Linked DNA regions of Mus musculus: regions 1 and 2 are each linked to region 3. The links are chromatin contacts, called in public HiChIP or PLAC-seq and promoter capture Hi-C maps. All regions are on one chromosome and are shown on one strand. Each heading gives the region's core, a stretch centred on a gene start, on an enhancer-like site or on the middle of the called end of the contact. The rest is flanking DNA. Distances are from core to core; before and after follow the strand shown.

Region 1 (3,416 bases), core at 563-3,062, 530 kb before region 3:
TTCTGTTTTTCTACTTACACATTTTTTTTTTCAGCCACAAGGAAGTCAGTTTCCATTTCATCTTATTTCCGAAAACAGAAGACAAGGCATTAGGAGAAACTGCATTCCGTTTTTAAGCTAGGCTCTCATGACGACCATGTTCTTTGTAACCCAGGGATGACTTGAATCCTGAGCCTCTCAAGTGCTGGGATCACAGCCTGTGCCACGGCACCATTTTTACTTACCTATATCAGAGGACTTGAGTGTCCTAGAGAGATCGGTAGCCATCTCTGCATCACTAGAGGTGTCCAGACAGAGGTGTATCTGGGGATAGACAAGGCATGTCTTCTTCCTCAGACCCAAAGGGTAAGGGTGTGTATGTCCTAAGAGACCCCAACTACACTAGGGAGCTGTGTACCTTGTTTGAACTTGGAGTACTGTGGAAGAGGCATCTGGGGGCACATCTCAGCTGGGGAAGTGGGATCGTTTTTATCTGTTCAACATCTTCATGGTCTGAGGTAGTTAAATGGTACATGCCTGTTATTCCAGAACCTGGCAGGAGGAGGCATCAAGAGCATCAGGAGTCTAAGGAAGCCATTCTCAGCTACACAGTGGATTATGTGAAATCCTGCCTCAAAAACCCAAAACAAGGCAGAGGATGCAGCTCACTTAGTAGAGTGTTTGCTTTGAATCCATGAAGCCCTAGGTTTAGTCCTCAGCATCTAATAAAGTGTGTGTGACCACACTCATTTTAGATGGTGGAAGAAGGAAGATCAGAAGTTCAAGGTCATCTTCAGCTACACAGTAATTTAAGTACAATTTGTGCTAAGGGATACTCTCTCTGTCTGTCTCTGTCTCGGGTCTGTCTCTATGTCTCTGTGTCTGTGTCTGTGTCTCTGTGTCTCTGTGTCTTTGTCTCTCTGTGTCTCTGTCTCTCTCTCTGTCTCTCTCTCTCTCTCACACACACACACACACATACATACACACACACACACACACACACACACACACACACACACACACACACCAGACCTCTGGGTATCAAATTATCAAGTCTTGCCAGGTGTAACTGCACACGCCTTTAATCCCAGCACTCAGGAGGCAGAGGCAGGCGGATTTCTGACTTCGAGGCCAGCCTGGTCTACAAAGTGAGTTCCAGGACAGCCAGGGCTATACAGAGAAACCCTGTCTCAAAAAAAAAAAAAAAAAAAATTATCAAGTCTTGATGTTAGATCTGTTCGATGGAGCCAAGTAAAGAAAGGTGTGGGAATTGTCCTGGTTGTTCTTTGGTCAATTTGACCCAAGTTAGAATTATCTGGGAACCTCTGTTGAGAAATGCCTCCATCAGACTGCTTGTAGGCAAGCCTGTAGTGCATTTTCTCCACTTATGATTGGTGTGGGTGGGCCCAGCCCATAGGGTGTAGGTAGTGCCAACCCTGGGCAGGTGGTCCTGAGTTGTGTAAGAAAGCAAACTGAGCAAACCAGTAAGCTGTGTTTCTTTATGGCTTGTACCAGTCCCAGTCCCTTTATCTCTCTCTATCTGTCCGGAGTTTCTGTTCTGACTAACCTCTGTGATCCCAGAGTTGTAAGATAATAAACCCTTCCCTCCCCAAGTTGCTTTTGGTCATGGTGTTTTATCACATTAGAAACCTTAAGAAAAGATTCAATTTTAGAGATGAAGAGACAGGTCAGGGGAAATAAAGTCCCCATTCAAGAGTTCGGGGCGCTTCAGAGAACCCTGTAGGGCTCCCGACCTGAGGGGCGTGGCCTCGGTGGGCGTGGCTTCCGGACTGTCCTCTGCAAGCTGCCGATCAGTCTGAGCAAATCTAGTCGGAACGCGACCATGGAGCCGGTGCCGCTGCAGGACTTTGTGAGCGGCCTGGACCCCACCTCCCTTCCGCGCGTGCTGCGGGTCTGCTCCGGAGTCTACTTTGAGGGTGAGCGGGCTCTGGGTGGAAGGAGCTAGGTATGATGGGTCATGCCTGTAATGCCAACACTGGGGAGCTGTGGCGGGAGGATGAGTTCGAAGCTAGCCTGTTCTATAAAGTGATTGCAGGTCAGTTTGGGCTACAGAGTTAGACCCTGAGGGATCTGGGGTTGAGTTCAGACGCTGCTGTCCGAAGTTTTATGAATCCGCACCAAAAGGCGCCACCTCCCTGCTCTTCAGCTTTTGTCCCATGGGTGATGAGAAGTCCTGAGTTTAACTCAGGCTTTTTCTCAACTGAGGCTCCTCGGTAATGCTAACAGAAATTGTGTGGCAGCTAGGCAGGAGCGATCTGAACAGCCTAGGAAATCCTGTCTCAAGCAACAAGAACAATTATAACAATAAATGGACAAATAAGTGGGGATAACTCGTCCATCGTTTCAGACAGGCACTAGGGTGCTCACTGTCGTTATTGGGGTTGTTCTGAGAGGACCTTGTTTTGTAGCCCAGGCTGGCCTTAAGTTTGCAGCGATCCGTCTGCCTCTGCCTGAATTTGCCATGCCTGGTTCACTGTTCATTTTTCTTTCTTGCTCCCTCCCTCCGTTCTCTTTTATTATCTTCTTTCCCTTTCTGCAAGGATCCAACCCAGGACCCTGAGCTCTCACCACTAAGATATATTCCAGTTCGTTATTTTAGCACCAGATCAGCCCTCCCGCTGAACTCTCTGCTCCTTGCCTCTGAGTCTCTCTGTTCCTCTGCTGGATTCTCAGATGGAGTGGTCCTCCTACCAGGGGGATCCTTCCCCGCTTTTTGCCTGTACATTTGCTCCTTGCCCATGGCTTTCCGCAACCCATAGCAGAGAAGAGATGGCCATATCAGGACACAGCCACCAGTTACTGGCCAAATAACATGTGACCAGGGACTGACCACTTGGGTAAGGGAGGGAAGAAAAGGGACCGACCGGGCTGCTCTGTGGAGGGCAGAGGCGAGAGTGGAGGGAGATGCTGAGATTCAGGGCTCCTCCCTCAGACAGCAAGCTGTCTCATGGATGCCTGCTTCATTCTACTCCCTGGAGTGAGCGAGCCAGGCTCTGCCACAGCAGCTGCCAGCAAAGTGTTCTGATGGCCAAGCGGGTTATAGACTGACCTAGGAGGATCACACAAGGGCCACCACAGTGAGTCTCTCTGGTCCATCGGAATCTGATGGGTCCCTGAAGTGGGACTCTGGGAGCCTGGTCATTCTTTTCTCCAGCTCAGAACATCCTCCCAGCGTCTCTTGCTTACCTGTGTCACAATACCCGAGTTTCCTCATCTGCTATGACCTGGGGTGATGGGAAGTGGAAGGACTTGGGGTGACGTGAGGACAGACGGATGTCACAGAGTGTCGGTATGCAAATGAGGTGAACGGGAAGGTAGATGACCCTATGGGGCAAGGTGTGGTAGAATTCCTGACCACATGGGATTCCAGTTTTGGAGGTTGATACCCCATGTTCTGCCTCCAGCCACCCTCACCT
Region 2 (3,397 bases), core at 358-2,857, 620 kb before region 3:
AAGAGCAGTCAGTGCTCTTAACCAGCACCAACAGCATCAATTTTACCACAGAGAACTTCCAACTCAGCAGCCTCTTTCTCCTGAGTTCTTCAAATGATTGGTAAGGCTTCGGTGAGAATGGTTTGTGGTGCTGGTTCATGGTGTAGCTTATACCATATGACCAGTGGCCAAACCCAAGATCTGCCCTAAAGCAGGTATTTGGGGGTTTGCAGTGGCAGTCTGCTTCCACCTGAGTGTCCCTGATCTCTCTGATGGGAGAATATACCTCTTCATCAATTACCTGGTACTTGAGTTTTTCATCCTTGAAAAGGCATAGTTTGGGGCTGGAGAAATGACTCTGCAGTTAAGAACACTGGCTGCTCTTCCAGAGGACACAGGTTCAATTCCCAGCATTCACATGGCAGCTCACAGCTCTCTGTAACTCCAGGTCCAGGGGCTCTGTCACCCTCACAGGTACAGGCAAAAGACCAATGAGCATAAAAATAAATAATTAAAAGAGAAAGCAAAGGAGCAGTTTATGCTGTCTATCTGGAGTTTTACCATAAACATGGCTTATATGTCCACTCCATGGCCCAGCCCTCTAGTGAATATATGTCCTTGTTTCTGGTCTGTCTTGAGATACTGGTGGGTGAATTGCTGGCCGAAGAATGTGAATATCATATTCGAGCCCTGGGGGTCAAGGATGAATTTTTTTCTTAGAATTTTCCCCATAATCTTTTGAATCAGAAACCCTCTTCTTCCCTTTCACAGGATGGGAGTCAGGCAGTCATCTGTTACAGGAGGAGAGGCTCTGATGTAGTAGGAGAGGTTGGAGAAGGGTGCCCAGTTTTCGTAGGTGTGGTGCACATTGTAAGTTGGTGGGCTGTCAATCAAATGCCATCTGGCTGGCAACATATCTCATGACTGAATTCCGCAGGAAGGGAATGGTTTTTATTTGTTTGGAGTGTGAGTGGGTTTTCCGAGACAGGGTTTCTCTATGTAACCTTGGCTGTCCTGGAACTCACCCTGTATACCAGCCTGACCTCAAAGGAAGGAAATGTTAATCAACAATGTCCCAGAATCCCTTGAAGTGGGTAAGCACGGGGCACACCGTATTGGCGGATGGTTTCAGTAGTAACTTTATTCTTGCTAGAAATTTAGGTGTTGAACAGTTTTCACCATCGAATCCTGTCGGGTACAACTGCACGTGTACTGGTCCCATTCCATGCTCATGCATTCACCTCGATTTTGACATGGGTTGGAAAAGCAAGAACTTGCTGGGTGCCTGAACAACAGTGCCGCGCGGAGCAGCAGGATGCGGGAGCGGCAGGATGCGGGAGCAGCAGGATGCGGATGAGCGTGTTGGCGGCCGGAAGGTCGTGGAATGCGGGGCGCGCCGTCTGTAGACGACAGGCTGAAGAAGTCCGGTCCTGTACTGGCTTCACAGCTGGAGGAGTCGGGTCTTGCGAGAACGCTCACCGCCAGCAGTTCGAAAACTCTCAAGAGACGACCCACCGCCAATTCCAGCCGCACACGCGCACTGCAGGATGGGGCGGAGCGCGCGCATGCGCACCGCGATGGGCGGGGGGTCAGTGCGCACGCAGTCGCGGTCCCTTCCCCGCCCTTTCTCTTCCCGGTTTTCCTCTCAGCTGCTGGGCCCGGTCAGTGGCAGCTTCCGGTAGGAGCGCCGCGAAGCGCGACCCGGTCTCTGCTCACTGTCATGTCCTACGGTCCCTTAGACATGTATCGGAACCCCGGGCCGTCGGGGCCTCAGCCCCGGGACTTCAACAGCATCATCCAGACATGCAGTGGCAACATCCAGCGGATCAGCCAAGCCAGTGAGCGAGGGGACCCAGCCGGGAGCTGGGGGCGGCCTGAGGGACAGACGGTGGTGAAGCTGCCAAGTCGGGGAGCCCGGTCTGGGTCGCAGCTCAGGCCACACCTTGAGGCCGTCGCGAGCCTCCACTCTGGGCGCGGCGAGCTGCCTTTCCCTGGGTCGGCCAGGCTCGGGCCCTTTAGGTCCACACCCCTGTCTTAGGCGGTTAGAGTTCACGGTGTTGGGGGTCAACAGAGCCGACAGCCCCGATGGTGGGAGGGAGTGTGTGTCATCTCCAGGACTGTGAGCAGCAGTCTTGACTTGGCGCAGTGGTCAGCCGAGTTTTTCCTGTCGTCGCCGTCCCCCTCTCCCCACCCACCTTGTTTTCCTCAGTTCCGATCAGGGGGTGCTTACTTGGTTGCGACTTTAGGTTCACATTCAGCTCAGCGGTTGGGTCCTCAGACATCAGCAACTTTCAATTAAGGGAAGTGGAGAATGCGTGCGTTCGAGTGACTTAATACACTGTGTTTCCTGTAATTAACCTGGACGTCAGTCAGTGCCTGGCATTTAAGGGACGGGAGGACTGCTGCTTTATGGCACAGAATGCACCGGGAACATTTTAGGTTAGGTTGTCTTTGTAGCGAACGTTTTTCCCATTTCAAGCATGAAGATGTCCTCTTCTGCCTCCGTTGAGAGCTACTCTTGGCCACAATTACACACCAAGTAAGAGATGGCAGGGTTGGGCCAAGTCAGTTTGTAACTGCTTACCTTAAAACTCCCTTCTGTAGCTAGAGTCAAGTACAGGCTGTTTTTGAGTTTCAGAATCATCCCAGAGCCCTGTAAACAGAACAACAGAAGCAATTTTACTTTAAAAATGGTGACAACCATCTGTGTTGTTTATTATTCTGTTTTTTTTTTTTTTTTTTTTTTTTGTGAGCTTAGCTATACTGTTAATAAGTAGAGTCAGTTCTGAATTGCAGTTATGTCCTAAGCTTTAAAGCATAAGCTACCACTGTGCTTTTATTTTCTTTTTGAGACAGTTTTTTTGTAGCTCTGACTATCCTGGAACTCACTCTGTGTACCAGGCTGGCTTCAAAATTAGAGATCCACCTGCCTCTGCCTCCCAAGTGCTGGGATTAACAATGTACGCCACCACACCCAGCTTGTCACTTTGCTTTTATATCTAAATGTATACTGTAGGATTTGAGAGGTAGAAAGTTTCAGGCAGGAAGGGTTAGGCCTGGGTGTATGGAGGTAGTACGAATACTCAGCTTGTTAACCCAGATATGAAAAACACAATAATAATTGATGACTAGACAGTATGGTACTTTGTGTCCCAGTTTCCTTTTGTTAAGGAGCTATAATACAGGATAAATCAGAAAATTCTTTTCAAGGGGCTGGCAAGATGGTTCAGGTAAAGTGCTTGCTGTGCAGGCCTGACCATCTGATTTGAGCCCCAGAACCCAGATGAACGTGGAAGGAGCAAATTAACTCCACAGAGCTGTACTCTGACCTCCACACTCAGCCACACTCGTTCCCTGGCACACACAATGTGTCTGTTTACATTAGTTCTATGTATGTTCCACATATCATACACACAAA
Region 3 (3,357 bases), core at 695-3,194:
TGAGTCAACCCACATGAGTGCTGGGAACCTGACTCAGATCCTTAGCAAGAACAGTACACACCTTACTTGCTGAGCCATCTCTCCAGCCCCCAATGTTTCTTTTCGTGCTTGCTCAGTTAAAATGCTCTCACATCCAAAAAAGAAAAAAAAGAAAAGCTGGGCGTGGTGTCGCACGCCTTTAATCCCAGCACTTGGGAGGCAGAGGCAGGTGGATTTCTGAGTTTGAGACCAGCGTGGTCTACAAAGTGAGTTCCAGGACAGCCAGGACTACAGAGAAACCCTGTCTCAAAAAACCAAAAAAAGGGCTAGAGAGATGGCTCAGTGGTTAAGGGCACTGACTGCTTTTCCAGAGGTCCTGAGTTCAATTCCCAGGAACCACATGGTGGCTCACAACCATCTGTAATGGGATCTGATGCCCTCTTCTGGTGTGTCTGAAGACAATGACAGTGTATTCACATATATGAAATAAATAAATAAATTCTTAAAAAACAAAACAAGGGCTGCAGAGATGGCTCAGCAGTTAAGAACACTGACTGCTCTTTCAAAGGTCCTGAGTTCAAATTCCAGCAACCACATGGTGGCTCACAAGCATCTGTAACAATATCTGATGCCCTCTTCTGGAGTGTCTGAAGACAACAGTGTACTTACATATAATAAATCTTAAAAAAAAAAAACCCGCTCTCACACACTTATATATCTTTTTTAAAAATCACATTTAGAGTGGTGGCATACTCCTTTAATCCCAGCACTTGGGAGGCAAAGGCAGGCGGATTTCTGAGTTCGAGACCAGCCTGGTCTACAAAGTGAATTCCAGGACAGCCAGGGCTACACAGAAAACCCTGTCTCAATTAAAAAAAAAAAAAAAAAAAAAATCACTATGTAGGTTCGAGTGGTGGAACTCAGGTGGTCAGGAGCCTGCACCCAACGTGCCATCTCTACACACACACACACACACAGCCCACAACCTGCCCTTTGGAAGCAAAGAAGACAGATACAACACAATGTCTATAGGAAGAAAGATGGGAAATAACCCTTGTGGGTCTTCTGCACGTGTTCTACCTACCGACCTACTTCCCTCCTCACACCCCTCATCTCTACGTTTGGCTTGCTTTTTTTTTTTGAGACAAGGTCTCATTATGTAGCCACAGCTGGCCTAGAACCCACTATGTAGACCAGGCTAGACAGGAATTGTGGAATTAAAAGCGTGTACCACCAGCACGTGCCGACGTTCCTGTTTAACTTTCAAAGATGAGAATGAAAGAGTAAGGTGGCTCTGAGGAATTTATAAACCAAAAGCATCTAACCCCAAGGCCTGACCACATTGCCTTAAAGCTTGTCAGTTACTATTCCCCGGCCTCAGAAACTTGCCCAAGTACTTTTCAAGTATCATTTCATTGTACATGAACGACATGTACCTTTCGGGAAATAGGTGGCTTAGAGTTGTCAAGTCACTGCACAGTTGTTGTACCGGTTCCAAGGAAGTTCAAATTTGAACTCCGAACCCGGACAAGCAGGAAAACCTGCGCAAAGAGCCATGGTTTGGACGCGGGAAGGGGTTACTATCTATGCTCAGCAGCATCTTTTCATTCCACATTGGTAACCTGAAATCCTGATAAATTGTAAGCGTCAATAAAGAGGATTTGGAGAAAGAAAAGCCCTAGTCCTCCACAAGAGTCAGGGCGAGATGACCTCTGCATCTAAACCTTATTCAGTCCCCTGGGGCCTCCCGCGACTTCTCCAACACTGCCTTTCTAGGACCGAAGGCCTAAGCTCTCAGGCTCCCCTAAATCGCTAGGCTGAGGGGGGAGGTGTATCCCCTGCGCGGCCCGCAATAAGGACGCGTCCCCTTTAAGGCGCCGGCTCGCCCGCCGCGGCGGCCGGAAGTGCTGGAGCCCGGCTTGGCGGCGGCGGTGGCGGCGGCCGCCGTGGCGGCTTTGTGCGCATGCTCCGTCGCCCGCCCGCCCTGGCCGCTCGCCGCCCGCCCGCCCGCCCGACGGAGACGGTGAGGAGGGGGAGGGGTGGGCGCGCGGCGCGGCGAGGGCTGGGGGCGGGGGGGGGCGGGCGCGGGGGCCGCGCGGCGGCCGGCGACGGCGACGGCGAGGGCGAGGGCGAGGGCGGGCGGGCGCGCAGGGGGCGGGGGGCTGCTGCCTCCGCGGGCGCCTCCCCACGCCCTGTGCGTGCCGCCGCCGCCGCCGGGGAGCGAGCGGACGTCGCGGCGCCGCGGGGGGGGTGGGGGGACGCTGCCGCTGGGTCCGCCCGAGCCGCCGGGCCGCCCCCAGCGTGGCCGGCCGGGCCTAGGCTCCGGGTCCTACGAACCCCGTACTGGGCGGGGGTTGGGGGGGTGGGGAAGGCTCGGCGCCCCCGGACCGAGGGGCCCGGAAGTCCTCGCGGAGGGGCCAGGGGAATCCCTCCCCACCCCAAAAATACGGGGTTTGGGAGCTTGGGCCTTGCGCGGAGGAGCTGGGTCAGGCCTGGGTCGGGCCGGGTCGGGGGAGAGGGCGGCGTGCTGGGGTGGGGGTGGGGTGCAGGGAATAGGGTCAAGCCTTCGCCCGAGGGGAGAGGCCTGGGCCACCAGACCTGGAGAGGAGGAGGAGGAGGAGGAGGAGGAGGAAGGTCCTTTGGAGGGCTTAGGAGAGGAGGCAGCGTCCTTCCCAAGATGAAGGGCAGTAAGAAGGAGAAGGGTCCCCGTGAGGGCTTCAGAGTGGAGGGCCTCCGGTGGCTAGGTGGAGAGTAGGGTGGTTTCCTGCGTCAGGAGACGAGGGAAGCCTAAGGTTATGGGGTTAGTGAGAAGGTACTTGCTGGGAAGAGGGTACCCCTTGCTTTCAGAAATGACAGGGAATTGGCCAGGTGTCCTCGGTTTGAGAGGCAAGAGAAATGTGGGCAGAATCTTACCCGAGGGTCTTGACCTGGCTGTCCAAGGAGCAAGGAAACCCTGAGCTCTCAAAATGCGACCTGTTACTGACTCTAGGAGAACCAGGAAGTAGGGGTTTTCTCCACATCTGTACACTCTTGCCATCTGCCCAGCCCCCTTTCCTTGGCTAGTATTATGGAACGTTTTCATAAGAGCTTGGGCCTAACGCTTCTAATTTTTCAACCATATAATAACTTGTTTTTCTTTTATACTTAAGTTCATTGAGTAGGTGTATTTGAGCTTTGTTGGGTTAGTTTGGGCCCTGTTTTGATTTCTTACACTCTTAGAGGGGTGACTTTTAAAAACGTATTCCTTGATTCCTTCAAACACCTATATAGGAGTCTCCATCCAATCTGTGATTTATATAGAACTTCACTTCCTCTGGATACTTCCTGCAGAGTGAAATGACCTTGGGTTCATTATATCTGAGTTCACTTTGGCTGAAC

The links. Promoter capture Hi-C pulls out the DNA fragments that hold promoters and counts their contacts. HiChIP or PLAC-seq counts read pairs in DNA pulled down with a chosen protein or histone mark.
Region 1: an H3K4me3 HiChIP or PLAC-seq map of bone marrow-derived macrophages shows a contact between it and region 3, with 4 times the contacts expected there. The contact joins the promoter of Themis2 here to the promoter of Gmeb1 in region 3. A contact is called at or near these places in 2 of 39 promoter capture datasets (the C10 cell line and pre-B cells) and 1 of 115 datasets of contacts at active chromatin or transcription factors (bone marrow-derived macrophages).
Region 2: a contact with region 3 is called in a promoter capture Hi-C map of pre-B cells, with 2.2 times the contacts expected there. The contact joins the promoter of Stx12 here to the promoter of Gmeb1 in region 3. A contact is called at or near these places in 1 of 39 promoter capture datasets (pre-B cells) and 1 of 115 datasets of contacts at active chromatin or transcription factors (astrocytes).

What each region holds. Positions count from the first base shown.
Region 1 is chr4:132,794,760-132,798,175 of GRCm38.p6, reverse strand. Themis2 (thymocyte selection associated family member 2) reads left to right here and starts at 1,812. Exons shown (of 6, transcript NM_001033308.2): 1 at 1,812-1,916. The coding sequence starts at 1,823.
Region 2 is chr4:132,882,668-132,886,064 of GRCm38.p6, reverse strand. Stx12 (syntaxin 12) reads left to right here and starts at 1,607. Exons shown (of 9, transcript NM_133887.4): 1 at 1,607-1,817. The coding sequence starts at 1,700. It also overlaps the pseudogene Gm13033.
Region 3 is chr4:132,260,136-132,263,492 of GRCm38.p6, reverse strand. It overlaps Gmeb1 (glucocorticoid modulatory element binding protein 1), which reads left to right and starts at 1,944. Exons shown (of 10, transcript NM_020273.2): 1 at 1,944-2,002. It overlaps Gm28874 (a long non-coding RNA gene), which reads right to left. Exons shown (of 2, transcript XR_390809.4): 1 at 2,893-3,357.